Regions from separate parts of the Canis lupus genome. Here region 2 is linked to region 1. A link is a contact called in public Hi-C data. All regions are on one chromosome and are shown on one strand. Each heading gives the region's core, a stretch centred on a gene start, on an enhancer-like site or on the middle of the called end of the contact. The rest is flanking DNA. Distances are from core to core; before and after follow the strand shown. Region 1 holds the start of PDZRN3 (E3 ubiquitin-protein ligase PDZRN3). Region 2 overlaps PDZRN3 (E3 ubiquitin-protein ligase PDZRN3).

Region 1 (5,112 bases), core at 1,925-4,424:
GCATCACTTAAAACTACGCAGGAAGTCCACATGACAGCATAAACAAGAGAAACTCAGGAACTCCTTTGCCCCAAACCCGGCGCCTGCTACAAGACCAAGCTTTGCCCTCTGTTTTGGTGACTCGCGGGCTCACACCAGTCTTTTGTAGCCTGTGCGGTCCTGGGTGAGCCTCCAAGTTGTAAATATTTGCCCTTCACCCAGAGCTGGCCAGCTGCTGAGACTGCAGCTGACAGGCCAGGGGGCCAGGATGAGGGGGTGGGGAGTGGGGAGACAGAAAACTTGCAGGCCTGGTGTGCTAGTAGAGAAGAGGGGGTTGGGAGAGGGCTGTGAAAGGCAAAGCAGATACAGGTCCCAGGGAGCCCCTCAGGCATATATGTTCTCCTCCACTGCAGCCATATGGAATAGGCAACCGCATAGTGGCACCAAGCCCCTCCGTGTTTGTACCAAGTGGGGCCTTTGCAATCAGGAAAACCCTGGTTCTCAGCATGCGATTTTGTGCAGCACACACCCCAGCCCCAGACAACACCTGATAATATTTGGACACATTCTTAGTTGTCACATCTTGGAAGGCAGGATGGGAGTCACCATGGTATCTACTGGGTGAAGCCAGAGACACTGCTAAACATGTTACCATCCGGGGGACAGCCTCCTATAACAGAATGGTGGGGTGCAAAATGTCTAAGTGTCAATGTATCCCAAGGTTGGTAGCTCTGATGTAGAACCTGAATCCCCCACTCCGTTCTCTGACTGACGGAGTATGGCTTTGGACAAGTTCTAGGACTGCTCTGAGCCTGCCTCCTCCCTCTCAAAGGATTAAACAGATAATGCCTGTGCTTCTCACAGTTGCTGGCACACAATAAACACTCAAAAAAAAAAAAAAAAAGGTACTTGTGGTTACACTGAGGCAGCACAGTAATGCTTAAGACCTGGGACTGGTGGGACACTTGAGTGGCTCAGTCAGTTAAGTGTCTGCCTTGGGCTCAGGTCACCATCCTGAAGTCCTGGGATGGAGCCCCTTGTCAGGCTCCCTGCTAAGTCTGCTTCTCCCTCTCCTTCTACCCCTCCCCACTTGTGTTCTCTCGATCGCTTGCTCTCTCTCCCTCAAATAAATAAAATCTTGAGGAAAAAAAAAGACCTGGTGCTGAAGAGACCAGCACAGGAGAGCTCACTCTGGCACTGAAAAGCTGTTGTTACCCAGAACCAGGCACGACTGACCTTCCCTAGAGCTTGGTTTCTTCGTCTACAAAACGAGAAGCATCACACCTGCCTCTCTTGATTAAAAAGGGAACAACTGAGAAGTACTCAACATAAGGCCTAGAGCAAAGCCTTCGCTACCGGGGGCCATTGTAATTACACCAACTACCAGCACAAGGGGATGGCTCAGGGGGAGATGTTAAAGATAACTGCAGGCAACATTTGTGGAGCATTCGCTCTCTGTCAAACACGGTGCCAGGTCTTTCAAACATTCTCTCCCTGAAGGCTGACAACCACCTATTTTACATTCAGAAAAACTGAGGCACCTGGAGGTTAAGCCACACAGCCACCTGGCTGGCTAGCAAAAAGCCTAAATCCTGAGACAGTTCCAATTCCTGAGGACTCACTCTCAGTTATTACTCTATTATGTTTGGTGGCGCCTCCTTTTTTTTTTTTTTTCTTCCTTTTTTTTCTGGAATCCCCGGATGAACGCCACAGCCGGTGCCTGGCTGTGTTTTACCCCTGTGTCACATCTCTGTGGCCCCGTTTCTAACTTTAGAGAGGCTAAGCAGCTTGCTCAAGGTCAGCCAGCCAGCTAGCTAGCTGGCAGCCAAGCCCGCGTCTGAATCCAGCTCTCACTCACTCCGGGGGCCTGTCCTCTGAACTTACTCAGAACTGTGTGGTTTCGTTTACCCTTTCTGGAATTCCCAAGGATGCACGGATACAGTTCACCCCGCGTGTCAACATCTCATCCTGTGCGCCACGTGTAGAAGGGAACTTTCCGACCCTAAAAGGGGGTTATTAAGCAACTTCTCCCCCTCCTCCTCCCCGCAAGGTCACGGAGCCGATGGGAGCCGCACAGCCCCTGGACACAGTTCTGACCTGGAGGCTGCACTCATTCCCGCTCTACGCCCACCGACAGTGGGCTCCTTTGGGTCTTTCCAGACGCCCCGGAAGCTGCTGCAGCTACATGTCCCCCTGGGCACGTAATCCTCCGGGGACCACGGTTTCCCAGCTGAAGCTACTTCAACGACGGTGCAACAGCTGGCTAAGCCGCGGAGGAAGGAGGCAGGGATGCTCCTGGAAGTGCCAGGCATCCCGGTGCCCAGAGGAGGCCGGAGGCGGGAGGCGGGAGGGGGCCCCTCCCCAGGGCGCGCGCGGCAGGGGGTCGGGGTCGGGGCCGGCGGCGGGCGCCTACCTTGCCGCCGGGCGGCGCGGCCACGCAGCGGCTGAGCGAGTCGAGACGCGCGCTGTACTCGGTGAACTTCTTCTGGTAGCGCAGGGCGGTCATCTGCAGCTCCAGCTGCGCCGCGGCCAGCTGCGCCACCAGCGACTTCTCGCGCTTGCCCGCGCGCAGCGCCTCCTTCTTGAGCGCCTTGTGCAGCGCGCCCAGGCGGGCCTGCAGCGCCCCGTTGTGCGCCCGCAGGGCCCGCGCGCAGCAGTGGCCGCCCGCGCGCTGCTCGCCGTGCGTCAGGGGCAGCCCGCAGCCCTCCTGGCAGCGGCCCACGGGCCGCGCGTCGCACCCGTCGCGCATGTGCGCCTCCACGTCGCGCCGCAGCAGCACCTGGCCGCAGCCCGCGTGGCGGCAGCGCGCGGGCGCGAAGTCGCAGCGCTCCAGGTGCTCGGGCAGCTGCTGCAGCTTGACCACCCGGCCGCAGCCGCGCGCCGCGTGCGCGCACTTGATGTCCAGCTTGAGGATGAGGCGCTTGAGCGGCAGGACGTGGTTGAGCTCCTTGGCCGACAGGCGGCCGCGGCAGCGCGCGGGGCAGCTGCCCTCCTGCACCACCCAGGGCAGCACGCAGCCGGCGCAGAAGACGTGGCCGCACGGCGTGGTCAGCGGGTCCTCCAGGACCTTGTGGCACAGCGCGCACTTCAGGTCCGGGTCCACGTCGCCGTCGAAGCGGTCCAGCTCGAAGCCCATGGTGGCGGCCGGGGCCCGGGGTCGCCGCCGGGCGGCCGGCCGCCCCTCCCTCCCTGCGAGGCAGCCCAGACACGCCGGCTGCGCCGCCCGCCCGCCCGCTCGCTTGCTCTCCCCGGACTGAGCCTAATTGCTCCAGACTTCCTCGGAAAATGCCCGAGGAACAGGACTCCTCCGGCCGTATATGCGCGAGCGCGCGCGCACGCACATCCCGCCTCGGCTGCCTCCCCCCCCCCCCCCCCCCCCGCCCTGCAGCAAGGAGGAGGCCAGGAAGGCGGGGGAGGATGGGGGGACCCAGGGGCTGCCCAGCCCACCGGCCCGCCCGGGACGCCAGCCGGGGCCCTTCCCCCCGGGGACTCCTCTCTGCTCTTGCACTCTCCGCTGTCGGATACCGACGCGGGCCCAGAGCGCTCCAGGTTTGGAGCTGAGGCTGCCGCCGTCGCCCAGACGGGTTCTCCTGGAGCCCCTTCCGGGGCAGATCCGGACTCTTTTAGTCCTCTCCCCCGCCCCCCCTCTTCTTCTTAGCTGTGGGCGGAGAAGGAAAGCTATTTTTTGAAGGCCCGCTATGTCCGCACTTACGGTCTTTATTTATTTCATTTCAGGGAAAGTTACAGAGCCTGCGGAACGCTCCAGCTACTACGGTTCAGACCGGAGGCCTGGCGGACCCCAGGGTCTGGGCGGCCCGAGGTTTGCAGGACTGGGGGTGCAGATGTGCAGGGGTGGACGGCGGGGACCAGGGCCCCGAGCCCGCTGTCGGGTGGGAGAGGCTGGAGCGCTGGCCCCGGCCGCTGCCCTGAACACCTCTGGAGCGTCCGCGCTTCTAAATCGGTCCCTTTTAAAAGTCATAAGGACAGTGCTTCCGAGAGAGTGTTAGCGCCTTTTGAAAATCATTTCACTGCCTTACAGAGGAAGTAACACCCTGGCCCTACAAGGTTAAAAATCGCGCCAAGTATAGATCTTAGAGAGATCCTCCCATAACGCACCCCCACCCCCACCCCACCCCCACTCATGTGAACTGTGCTCCTTCAGTTTTTTTTTTTTTTCCCCCTTTGTGTATACTTTGTTATAGTTCCATTTTCCAATCGGAGAAACTCAGGCTGGGAGAAGGGGAAAAAAAATGTTTTTGTCCAGTAAGGTCCTCCTACAGCAGTGTTTCGCAAATTTTAATGGGGATGTGGATTCTGATCCAGTAGTCTGAGGCGGAGCTTGAGACTCTCCATGTTAAAAGAGCTTCCAAAAAAAAGGCTGTTGTGTCTGGTCCGTGTACCTCCACTTCTTTGGAAAGTGGCCATCCAAGACTCTGAACTTCTTCCTTCTACTTCTACTTTCAAGCAGTGTAGTGAGCCTTGTAGCTTTCAGAAATACTCCTGTGTGTTGGAACAGTAGATGGGGATTCCAGTTTAGATTATAAATACATAGCATCATCCATGGATTTGGTGATTTTTTTTTTCCTCCCAAGGCCATAGACATTGCTAAAAAAATAAAAATGAAAATGAAAAAAAAAACATGCAGTTAACACTGGCAAGAAAGAAATCAAACTATGGAACTCTCATTTGGATTCTGCTGCCAGTTTCTGAATAGTGAAGTGGAAAAGTTGGATCTCTGTGTTTAGTGTGGCTCTGAGGTCTAGAAAGTGGGATTACAGCATCCATTTTGTCTAATTGCTTTTACTTGTCTTCTTTATCTGGCGGCTAAAGCCCCGTGACCTTCACTATTTAGCTGCTTCACAGAGTGAAAGGATTGCCTTGATGTCCACAGGATTACTTGTTTTGAACTGACCTTTAAAAAGTTGTCACTGACTAGATTTTTCAGTGCATTATTGAGGTCACTGGACAGTGGTCTTAAATCAGTGTTGGTGGCATTTGTTGTCTATTTGTGGTAGAGGCTTTCTTTTCATTGCTTTAATCAATTAATGCATTTCTTTGATAGTACATGGGGTGGAATATAATTGGCCTTTGTTCAGATAAGCATGTGCCAGGAATCCTCCATCAGTATATTTA
Region 2 (5,092 bases), core at 1,575-4,074, 120 kb before region 1:
CACCTTTCCTTGAAAGCAATAGTTGCAAATGTTTTGAAAACAACAGATTATCTTTAAAGAAGAAGCAACAACAAAAAGCCATTTGTTTCTTCGGCCATGACTGATTCATTTGTTGTACACTGGGGGGTTGGGGGAGGAGAGGAGAGGCCCTCAAACAAATGTTTCCTATCAGAGGCAAGTATTTTGATAATCAGGAAAACACCAAATAAATGTGCAACCAGCTCAGAAAACCTCTTAGCTGGAGGATTCAACAGGATCCGTACTGCATTCTTTCTGTCTCCTGTCTCTTCAGTCTATTTTTCCTGTTGATTGATCTGTTGGCCAAAAATCAAACACAACTACAGTAAATATAGTCAGTGGCTATGTATGTAAAGTCAGTGCTTTTGCATACAACGTCTTGCCCAAGAACCAGCAATTCCATTCCTGGGTCTCTACAGAAAAGAAGGGTAGCACAAGGGAAAATGTGCAAGGAAGCTCGGAGCAGCATTGTTTGGAAAAGCAAAACAACTGCAAACAACCTAGAAATCCAATAACAGGGCGATGAATCAAGTGTGTGCTCTATGAAGAGGCTTGAACCTGAGGGAAATTTAAAAGGTCCTAAGTAGAAAATAAAGACAGAAAGAACACGTATCAAGTTCACAGTCAAGTCTGAGTGGGGAGTGGTCTAGCGTGTGATCTGACAAGGGTTTTATTTCTGTAGGTAACGTTTTATAGCTTGAACATTAAATCACGAAGAAAAGGATGTTCAGCTATTACTTTTTAACATATAAACAGAGAAAGAAAAAAAGCCACTGAATGCAAATGCGGCAACATGGTCACAGTGGCTGCTTTTGGGGGGGGGGGCAGGAATAGTTACTTTCTCCTTTTCTATTTTTCGCTCATCCCTTACTTCCAGTAAGAAAACAAGTAAGCAAGCCTTTGTCCTTGCACGCTCGCAGTTAGGGAGAATGCAGTCTACTGAAGAAGCTTCTAGCCACAGCAGCAAACAAGGGTCAGAGCAGGAAGCAGGGACGTACTATGTATTCCCTCGGGACTTCTTGCCCAAGCTAGAAAACTGGTCCTCCTTTCCAAGCCATCCCCACCCCAGCCCCGGGTGTCCCTGGGCCCCCTTCCTCAATCCGTCCAATCCTAGATGGATTCCACACGTGGGCTTGCTTGTGCGCTTGGACATTCCTTGTGGGGCAAGCTTTTCCCGTCTCATTTTCCCACTGCTCCTTAAGGAAATGACATTGCTGCACGTCTCATCCCGAAATCGGGTCCTCGGGGTGTGGAGCCTGGGGCGGGATCAGGAGATGGAAGGAGAAGACGGCAGCATTTCTCACCGCCCCAAAGCACTGTCCACGGCATCAACACACAAAGCAGGGCACGCTGTAAAAAAGGCAGTTCTGCTGGCAAACGGAAAACAAATCCGTGCTTTTGGACCGAGGCTTGGCAGCGGCATCTAAAACAGACATCTCATTGTGCTCAGTTTTAAAAGAAGCCCTTCCGAAGCAGAGGCCTTTGGGGCTGACGGTTCAATCACAACGGCCGCTATTTATACGAGCGGCTTCCAACTGTCTGGGCGAATACATAATATTTCTATTTCACAGAAACCAGGGACTGTAACGACCCAGAAGCTGGAGAGGCCGGAAAGTAAACCTCTGATTAGTACGAATGTGTTTAAGGAGCAGAGCTTATACACTTGCAGGAGTTAACACGCTCCTTCTGTAAACAAGTTTGTTTTTTCTTTAATTAAGTGACAAATGTAATAGATCAGAATACACCCATACATCCGTGTCTCAAGACGGCTTTATGCTCATTAAATCAAGTATGTTGCTGTGAGCACTTTCAGCCATTCAGGCATTAGCAGGGAAGCTGCGTGATTCTTAGTTTCTTATTAAAAGCTAGGAAAGCACTGCTAGGTCAGCCCAGAGCAGCAGCTACGCATTCCAAATGCAGACAGGAAACACCTGGAACTCTGTGCGCCACTAGGACCACACTTTACATTTCAAAACAGAGGATTCTGAATTGTTCATAAATATTTGTCTTGTTTCAATAAAACACTCTTCAACCAGTTTCATAAACCCTTGGTTCAGAAGGCTAAAACATACACGCTACTAGTCGTCCACATTCTTTTAACATTGCATATATTTATGTGGACAATATCCTAGAAACATAAAACCCAAAGGAAGGCCTTTAATAGCGTCATAAGGGAATTTCAGTGTTGGTTTTTTTTTTTTTTGAGGGGGGACAGTTCTCTGCCCCCATAAATAAGGCCCAAATCAAGTTTGTTTTCTAAAAAGATTTTTAAAAATGCTGAACTGAAATAGAAATTAAACCTAAGCTTCCCTAAGTTGCCTATTAGGGTAAATAAGACCCAGACAAACCCTTCTGGAGGCTTAGAAAAGCTTTAATAAATTGATTATTCAACCTCCAGCTATAGGGGAAATGCAAACTTCAGGCTTCGTAGCCAGACTTTCATACTTACACATACTTGAACATGTTGAGCCCTTTAAAATGTTTTAAAAAGCTCTTTTTAGACACTGAAAATTAGCTCAGTGTGCATGTTGAAAATTAGATTTTTAAAAGCTATGTTCTTATTTTCAAACTCTTCCAGATTTTCCACCATGTAGAGGGGACATGTATTGCTTTTATTTACCTAATGTATACTTTGATAATCAGAAAAATGAAAATGTCACACACACACAGGGACCTAGAAAGAGAAAAGGAAGGCAGAGAAAAGGAAAAAGAAGGGGCTTCTTCAGAGCAGTTTATACACACGGTGTCAACCCAGGAGAGACTGGAGTATGGAGAAGGTCTAGGTAAGTGACGAAGGGCAGGTGCCAGGTTCTGAGGCAGACTGTGGGGAGTGGTGGCTTGGCTGGGAGCAGAGCCAGCACAAGAGGGACAGAAATGGACTCCCCAGAGGCACCAGATGAAGCCTCAAGCCCAGACTGCCTGCCAGGGTGCCCTGACTCTACCCCACTGACCCTGAGTCTTCCAAAATCCAAAAGAAAACGTAGAGACCCAGGGTTACCAAGAGTTAAATGGGAAAGGAGGTCATGAGAATACAAACTTGTGAGCATGGTCCAGAGACTACAGCGAGGGAGCTGCTGTTCCTTTTCTATGTTTCTTTAAAGCAGTAGTGATTAAAAATTCCTCAACTGACCATAAACCGCTTACTCTGGTCCAACGAAGAAACATCAGCGCACTGGCCTCTGGTTAATGAAGATTAGTCTTGGCGGTGATAAGAGATTTCATAGAAGCTCTTCGGAATCATAAAAGGCAGTAGTTCAAGGTAATGATAAACTACTTCTGAATACACGGGGGCAGACGCTCAGCCTCAGGTTAATGATTAACATGCTGGACTCTGGCCAGTTAACAAGTTGTTTAACCAGCGCCCCTGAAAAGCAAACCTGTTAACATTCACATGTCCACAGAACAACAGCCACTGTTTCCTTCCTCCATCTACACAGAACTGGAACTCAAAGTTGTCACCTTTCTCTGCCTCAAACCAGGACATTTCACATCCAGGAACATGTGCAATTTTCTCAGATCCCTGGATTTTATTGCAAAAATCCATAACATAAATATTGCTCTCCCACTAAAGTATTTTGACCCACAGTTGAATGGTAATTGGTAATAGCTGAGTTTCTTATTCTTGAATGAACTAATTTTTATCACTCTTGAAAATAGACACCCACAAAATTTAGGCTCACCATTCAGATAAATGTCTTTTAAAAAAGGACTGAATAGAAGAATCTTACTTGTTTCTGTGTATAAAACTTTCTGTGATCTTCTGGTTAGTACTTGCATAGACACGCCTCCCATGTTTAAAGGGTCAGGCTGCCTTTGTCAAACACAAGGCAATAATTTAGGGCTCTTAATCTAATTTTAGGAATAATACTTGCGGAGAGTGATTAGTAATGCAAATGAAAAATCACCTTTGGTTGGGATAAGCAAGACAATCAAAGGGAACTCTTGTGGGGGGTGGGGATGGTGCTTTGATCATGCTGAAAGGCAGATTATAAAAAGACTGCAAAGCTAAGTCTCCAGCATATGAGGTCTGAGGTCTGTTTATTCTACTTAGTTCAAATTGGAATTAATGCATTGAAAAGTAGGAGATGATCGCAAACTACTCTTTCATTGGGGCAGGCAGGAGGACAAAAAGTAGATTTAGGCAAGTGGACTATACTGAGCATCTCTGCATGTGTGTGACAATGAAGTATCCTTCTATCAAGATTTTCTTTGAAAAAAGACATAATGAAAGGGTCGGATGGAAGACGTGTGGCAGGGAGAAGCGAGGTGGCTGTGATGAGTTTATGTAGGACTTTCTATCTGGGCAAATTCTCTGGTCTTCATATAAGCCATGAGGATCATGAATACACAAATATATTCACATTCTAACAATTCCAGTCAATATCTGACCTAAGAAATTTCAACCAACAGGTCTGGATCCTTTGTATTTTGCACTCTAAGTTAGGTAACTAGCAAAGAGTCCTGAGTTCTGATCTTTGGGCTGCTTTTCTGTTCATCAGTGCTGTTTGGTAACCCCTCTAATTGTCCGAATCCCAAGCAATAATCTATTGGAGCTACCTGGTTTTTTCATCCAAGGAGAATTGCACACACTCTTTAAGTGTATGCAGTTGTAGTCCAACAGAAATGAGAGGTACCACAAAGGCTTGACAGGTGCTAGGTGGGAAGATAAGCATTTCACCTGCATTTTCTCATTTAACCCTTAACTCTATAGGCAAGATGCTATTCATAAATCCATTTTAAAGACAGGAAACAAGCTATGCTAGACCAAAAAGAAAGTGATAGAAGACATAGTTAAATTTAGTAGATCTGATTGTGAAGCAAAACTCCCTTTTATTGTATTTCAGCATGAAAAAACCAACTACCCACAACAGAGTTTATCCTGTATATACTATTCAGCTGTGTGACACAGTGGGCTCTAAAGATAGAGAAGCCTAGGTATTCTTTTCTGACCCGGCAATCTGAGGAGCCTGTTTTCTTACCAATCAGGGGAGCCTCCTTTCTCACCAAAAATCAGCCCTGCTGAAAGCCTAAAACTATAAATATGCTACCAAAAGTTCCTACAAGGAAATTACCT

Evidence for each region. Hi-C and Micro-C count contacts between places; a contact is called where the count stands out from the background.
Region 2: a Hi-C map of skin fibroblasts shows a contact between it and region 1, with 2.3 times the contacts expected there. The contact joins the enhancer-like site here to the promoter of PDZRN3 in region 1. A contact is called at or near these places in 3 of 9 Hi-C or Micro-C datasets (amygdala, skin fibroblasts and tumor fibroblasts).

Annotation. Positions count from the first base shown.
Region 1 is chr20:18,748,320-18,753,431 of UU_Cfam_GSD_1.0, reverse strand. It overlaps PDZRN3 (E3 ubiquitin-protein ligase PDZRN3), which reads right to left and starts at 3,174. Exons shown (of 10, transcript XM_038565837.1): 1 at 2,393-3,174. The coding sequence starts at 3,115.
Region 2 is chr20:18,864,298-18,869,389 of UU_Cfam_GSD_1.0, reverse strand. All of the region lies in intron 3 of PDZRN3 (E3 ubiquitin-protein ligase PDZRN3), which reads right to left. Among named protein-coding and RNA genes, the nearest start is that of PDZRN3, 120 kb to the right of the region's middle. Within about 2 kb of position 2,824, at least 5 of the 20 cell types and tissues checked have an H3K27ac peak or open chromatin away from gene starts, as enhancers often do.